Linked DNA regions of Mus musculus: region 2 is linked to region 1. Evidence: chromatin contacts called from public HiChIP or PLAC-seq data. All regions are on one chromosome and are shown on one strand. The core of a region is the stretch at or near the end of the contact, and the rest is flanking DNA. Distances in the headings are between cores, read along the strand shown. Region 1 holds the start of 4833439F03Rik (RIKEN cDNA 4833439F03 gene). Region 2 overlaps 2900026A02Rik (RIKEN cDNA 2900026A02 gene).

What was found. HiChIP or PLAC-seq counts read pairs in DNA pulled down with a chosen protein or histone mark.
Region 2: a contact with region 1 is called in an HNF4G HiChIP or PLAC-seq map of pancreatic cancer cells. The contact joins the enhancer-like site here to the promoter of 4833439F03Rik in region 1. A contact is called at or near these places in 1 of 39 promoter capture datasets (macrophages), 2 of 484 Hi-C or Micro-C datasets (LSK cells and nephron progenitors), 7 of 115 datasets of contacts at active chromatin or transcription factors (the 230-238 cell line, bone marrow-derived macrophages, embryonic stem cells and 4 more) and 3 of 9 other capture datasets (adipose tissue, liver and pancreatic islet).

What each region holds. Positions count from the first base shown.
Region 1 is chr5:113,136,141-113,139,216 of GRCm38.p6, forward strand. It overlaps 4833439F03Rik (RIKEN cDNA 4833439F03 gene), which reads left to right and starts at 1,672. Exons shown (of 3, transcript NR_166693.1): 1 at 1,672-1,837; 2 at 2,200-2,630. All of the region lies in intron 6 of 2900026A02Rik (RIKEN cDNA 2900026A02 gene), which reads right to left.
Region 2 is chr5:113,170,967-113,174,042 of GRCm38.p6, forward strand. All of the region lies in intron 6 of 2900026A02Rik (RIKEN cDNA 2900026A02 gene), which reads right to left. Among named protein-coding and RNA genes, the nearest start is that of Gm42161, 27 kb to the left of the region's middle. Within about 2 kb of position 1,430, at least 22 of the 459 cell types and tissues checked have an H3K27ac peak or open chromatin away from gene starts, as enhancers often do. A contact at or near this core is called in pancreatic cancer cells and pancreatic islet, where this site is marked.

The sequences.
Region 1 (3,076 bases), core at 422-2,921:
TTGCAGCAAGACGCAAGTCCCCCACCACACACAGTAGGATATCTTAGCACCTGACAGACTTACAAGTATTTACTTACTATGTGCCAGCATGGTGCTGACAGCATCTCAGAACAAGCACATGGTGCCCTCACTGGACAGAGGAGGAAACTGAGACTTAAGAATGGATTGAGCCAATGCCAGCTCTGCCCACCCCAGAGAGAGGCCAAGCAGGAGTGGGAAGACCTGGAAATCCACACTACTTCTGGGTGTATTTATGTTCACCCACTCGCCACCTGGGTGGCTGGCCTGTCACTGCGAGCACACTCCACATGCACAGAGGCACAGAGACTTAGGGCAGCATCCAAAGTCACACAGCCCAAGAAGAGCTAGGGCAGAGGTCAGGGAACAGAGCTAGTGTTCCTGGAGAGGATTCTGGGGAACGGGGCAGGAGGAGACAGACAAGCTGACACAGAACGAGCTCTTCCTTCGCGGAGAATGGGCGAGCACTCAAGACCCAAAGGAGTGCAGACTCCCACACAAGGAGTCACCCCTGATCAGCCTCACAGCATGGCTTCTGGCCTGGGTGAGCCCCTGCCTAGTGGCTCAGTGGCTGTGTGCGCCCTGCTGAGTCCCCTGGTCTCTGCGGACAGCTGCATTCCCCTGCCCAACACTGTCTCATAACCACACTGGCTCTGGGGACAAAAAGGGATAACTGAACCCATGTCTGGCCTCGAACGCCCCTGAAAACTGGGACAACTCAGCCCAGGGCAGAGGCCAGCTATCTGAAGACATTGGGCACTGCAACTAAGCTTCGTTCTGGTTGGTGACGTTAGTGTCCCCGAAGTCATTAGAGGTCCCAGAAACCATCTGCCAAGAGTTGGGCAGGGAAGTGTTCTTCCTGCTTCTCTCTCCCAGCCAGACTTCCCGCACCTTGCTGCGCATGCCCACGAGGTCACCGTTCTGTCTCCAGACCCGCCTCATATCACTCCAGATTACACTCACTGGCTATGATTACCCTGGTCTCACAGCATAGAACCCAATAGCTGGGCCTGGGCGCTCCACAATGGCCGGGCTCTTCACACAAGTCCAAGCTCCCAGGCTGGCAGGACCTGCCATCACCTTCCACCCAGTCCCCTACAGCTCCTCCCCTCGGAAGTCACTCAGTGTCTCACTTTTGAACAGTGGCAACCAGGCAACCGCCTTAAATCAGCACACAGGCAATGAGACCACTTGGTCACCCTGGGAGGGCAAGAGGAGATAGAGCAGGTGTCAAGTAAGCTTCCCTAAAAATAGAGATGCCGGCATGCCGTGGGGACAGCAGTGCCCCCCCAACCCCCACACAGCCCTGCTCACAGACAAGGAGCCCGGAGTCCGTTCCCCACCAGCTTCAAGCAGTGGGTGCTGCACCTGCAGAGCAGCCAACCCAGCCTACATCCCCCTCAGTATCCCAAGGCCATCATCACTGATAGGAAAAGTCCTCCCCTGAGGCTTCTACGAGTTGGCCCCCTCTCAGGAGTCCGAGGGAAGGGACCTTCCCAGGGTTGCCCTGCTATTTTAAACCACACACATCTATCCCCAAGCTTACAAGATCAGGGGCCTCAGAGTCTGGCTGTCTCTTCCGGAGGGATGAGAACCTCTGTTGGCTGCGTGCGGAGAAGCGGCGGAAGGACTCTCGGCTCCGAGAGGCCAGGTGTCTGAAGGAGGAGGTGCGCTTGAACGGGGTGCGAGCGGCGGACTCCCCGCTCCGCTCGGTGCCCACCGTGGCCGTCACCAAGTGCAGAGCCTCCTGGAAGGACCGCCTCACCGTGCCAACCCACTGAGTCATGTGTGTCTGGGCCACTGAAAGCTTGTCGCCCAGGTACTCCATAGGGCCAGCCTGGAGGAGGGGGCAGGCGGAGGCAGTTAGGAGGCCGACACTGCCAGGGTCCTGGTCCTTCTGTCGGTGACCGTCCTTGGGGAGAAGTTCTGGGCTCCGATGGGAAGCCCGGCAGAGAACATCAGCGCAAGTAAAGTAAACATCGCCCGACAGGCATCCGTGCGGGTCACGAAACAGGGACGGGACGGGTCAGCAGGGGGTCACCAGCAGGAGCCTAGAGTCAACCAACCAGGTCGTCCAGTTCTAGTCCCTGGGGCCAACCCTGATGAAGTCAAGGGGCAGGTGGCTGTGAAGAACTGGGCGAGGGGGCTGGCACCCCCAACTCACTTCCTCCGTCCATGCAGGGAGAACTCCCATGCACACCTGGGAGCCACCGCCCACCGCCGCCGGCCAGCTCTCTCTCCAGGCTCTTCTCGTCTGAACTAGGCAGATCTCCAGTCCTCAGGCTGGAGACTCCAAACCCGAAGCCGACTGAACCTGCCGCCCAGCAGGCAGCGCGCTCACTTCCGGAGAGGCAGCCACCCAGCCCGGGTCCCCTGGCCCGGCAGCCCGGAATGACATCAGCCCCCTGTCTTGGCGAGGGGTGCACAGCCCAGGAATGCAGGAGGGGCCTCGGGAGGTGGCCGCCCAGGGAGCTGGCGTCAGCCCCAGTTTTTTTTTTTTTGTTTTGTTTTTTTTTCTCCCCCTAAGTCTCAACTCGCTCGCTCGCTGTCCCTCGGGGACTTCATGTGCCAGACTGCTTACCCACCCCAGGCAGCACCGTGCAGGAACGCGGGTGAGTGCGCGCGTGTGGGGGCATGTACGTGGGAGGCGGCTGCCCCGGGGAGGTGGAGGGGCCGCTGCCGCACGAGCCTCCAGGGCTTCAGGTGAAGTCTGAGGACCTGTGGCTGGCTGTCAGTCTGTCTCCCTCTCCCGGCAGCGGCAGCGCCCTTCGGCTTCCATCTCCTTGCGGAGCTAAGCAGCTAAGCCTCCCCCACCAAGCTCCTTCCCCCTCTTATCCGCTCAGCAGTCCCTGCTGCCTCTCCTCGAGGATGGAGGACGCAGGTGACCTGCCCTGAGCTTCCCTCAAGGGTGGGTCTGGGGCTGAGGTGCCTGCATTTTGGTACAAGCAGGGTTGCCATGGCAACTTGGGGGCACAGCATCTGCCCCCTTTCCTAGGCTGGGCACAAGGAGCCATAAGGATGATTCATATGAACGAGTATCACATGAGCTCACTGTGCT
Region 2 (3,076 bases), core at 180-2,679, 35 kb after region 1:
ACCCAAGTGACTAGGCACACCTGTGAGGGACTTTTCCTCAGTTAAATCATTGGAAGTAGAACACCCACTTTCTTCCCTTGGGTTTCCCGAGACAGGGTTTCTCTGTGTAGCCCTGGCTGTCCTGGAGCTCACTCTGTAGACCAGGCTGGCCTCGAAGACCAGCTGCAACATCCAGCCTCGTGGACTGAGCAGCTACTAGATGCCTGGACTTCCTGGTGGCAGACAGCCATAGTTGGACAAGCTGGACTGTAGCTTGTAAGCCATTCTAATAAATCCCATATATGGGATCTCATATAGATATGAGCAAGATTCATTTAGTAAGTTCTATATGATCCAACCTGTACTGGCTGGCTTTGTGTGTCAACTTGACACAGGCTGGAGTTATCACAGAGAAAGGAGCCTCCCTTGAGGAAATGCCTCCATGAGATCCAGCTGTAAGACATTTTCTCAATTAGTGATCAAGGGGGAAAGGCCCCTTGTGGGTGGGACCATCCCTGGGCTGGTGGTCCTGGGTTCTATAAGAAAGCAAGCTGAACAAGCCAGAGGAAGTAAGCCAGTAAGCATCACCCCTCCATGGCCTCTGCATCAGCTCCTGCCTCCAGGTTCCTGCCCTGCTTGAGTTCCTGTCCTGACTTCCTTTGGTGATGAACAGCAATGTGGAAATGTAAGCTGAATAAACCCTTTCCTCCCCAACTTGCTTCTTGGTCATAATGTTTTATATAGGAATAGAAACACTGATTAAGACATGACCCTCATCCTGCTACCAAGGATCACCCTCTCCACTTCAGCTCCAATAATCTCTCACTCAAAACTGTCATCATCACCATCATAATCAAACGAAATAAGTCCCAAGACCTTTGTTCCTGTCACCTGCCTCTGATTCTTTGACATGCTCCACCCTGAGTCACTTCCTCAAAGAAGCCCTTGCTGGCCTAACAAGAAACAGCCCCCCACATCCCTCTCCCCAGTCCCTCCTCCTCTCACACCCCTCTTCCCAGTCCCCACTCCCCCATATCCCTCTCCCTGCGCCCCCATCCCTTTCCAGAAGTCTGTGGCACTGTGGAAACCCCAGAACCCCAGTAAAGCCTTGTGACTTTACTGTTACAGGAGGGGCTGCTGGGTAAACTGTGCCCAAGGTCAGGGTCCACACTGAGTCATCTTGTTCTATAACCCCTTGGAGATCATAAACCCCGAGCAGAAGGGTGGCCACCCCTGAGGGAGGAAGCACCACAGGACCAGGCGAGGTTATTTCCCATCGTCCCAGGCCTCAGCTAAAACCCCTGAGACAGCAGACATCTTCCTTTCCCAGGAGGGCAGCTCGCAGGTGCAAACAACAGAAAGCACCTGGCCGTGCGGGTGGCACCCACAGTGTGGGCAGAGCATGTGGCCGCCTCCCTCTGCCCTGCAGGGCAGCCGGTGAGCAGTCCCATGACCAGCAGTGCTGGGTGGGGCAGTGCAGATATACCAATCAATCAGCCCTGTGGGTCCCCAGCTGGCTTAGAGTGTGACAGACAGAACAGCCATGGCCAACCCTAGCTGAGCCCCGGGTGTCTCCTGTCCTGAAGGGGCTGCAGCAGGGTGCTGGCAGGGGATTGCACACACACACACACACACACACACACACACAGAGGCACACAGGCACACACTGACAGCCCACCCAGCATAGTCCTGGGAAGGGCCCAAGTTTCAGGCAAGGCATGTGGGCCCCTGGTCTAACTATTCTTAATGCTGTGTGGCCTAAGGCAGGTGGCTGAGCCCCTCTGAACCTTAATTTTCTTTTTAGCAGGATGGAATGTGTTTGCTTGAATGGCAGGGGAGGTGGGTGGCTCTCAAGTAAGGGCAGACAAATCCCAAGGCAGGTTCAAAGCACAGAGATTGGGCGCCAGAATGTAGCTTGGCTGGCAGAGTGCTGGTCTGGCATCTATCAGGCCCTAGGACTCACAAACGGGGCATGGCCGCACACACCTGTACTCTCAACACAGGAGAAATAGTGTGTGAGGTTATCCTTGGCTACACAGAGTGCTTCAGGCCAGGGGAGTGAATGACAGCATGAAGTTATGGACAGACTGATGGCCGACATTCACCAGACAGACTAATGGACCACATTCACCAGACAGACTAACAGACAGACATTTACCAGACAGACATTTACCAGACAGACTAACAGACAGACATTCACCAGACAAATGGACAACATGCGCCAGACAGACTAACAGACATTCACCAGACTTTCCTGAGCACTTCAGGCAAGCACAGAGCCGTGACTGAATCCCTAAACTCTCCTGGAAGGCTACCCTAACCAAGTAGGGTCCTCTCTGTGGGCCTCGGTTTCCCCCTTTTATACCAAGAAGGGGGTAAGCAGGAGAGGAAGAGGAAGAGGGAGAGGGAAAGGAGAGGTGGAGATGATAGGAAGGAGCTTCCTCGGCCAAGTATTAATGAAAAGACATTTGCTCTGTTCCACAGGTGAAAATGAGTCCCCAGAGTCACTGCGTGTCCATCACAGGCTGTGGGAGGAGCCAGGAGTGGGCTGGGCACTGCTGCCCCCTAGTGGCTGCTTCCCAACCCTGCAGGCCTGAGACTGAAGAAAGCCCAGTCCTGCAGGGCTGAGTTGTCCCACAGGCCTCAGGCACGGCTCGTGGGACTCGGAGGGAGCCAGAGAGAGGAGCCAAGGGAAGTCACCCAGGGCTCCTGGGGAAAAAAAGGGTCCTCAAAGACACAGAGAGAGGAAGAGGAGCCTCAGCCAGGGAAGCCTCCTGCAAACTGGGAGGGGGGAGAGGGGGGCTATAAAAATGCTTTCAAACCTCTCTCTCTCTCTCTCTCTCTCTCTCTCTCTCTCTCTCACACACACACACACACACACACACAAGTTCACACTGATCAGATAAAGGACGTGGTGCCACCGGAAAGGAGCTGGAGACAAGGGTATGAAAGAAATCTGAGAAAGGGAACCTTCAGAGAAGACCACACGTCACAGACCTGTGGAGTCCCCACAGGGATCTATGCACCCAGGGCCCCTCAGCAGATCCCTAGTGGATGCCCCAGTGTAGTGAAAAATATTAATTAATCCCAGCAAAGG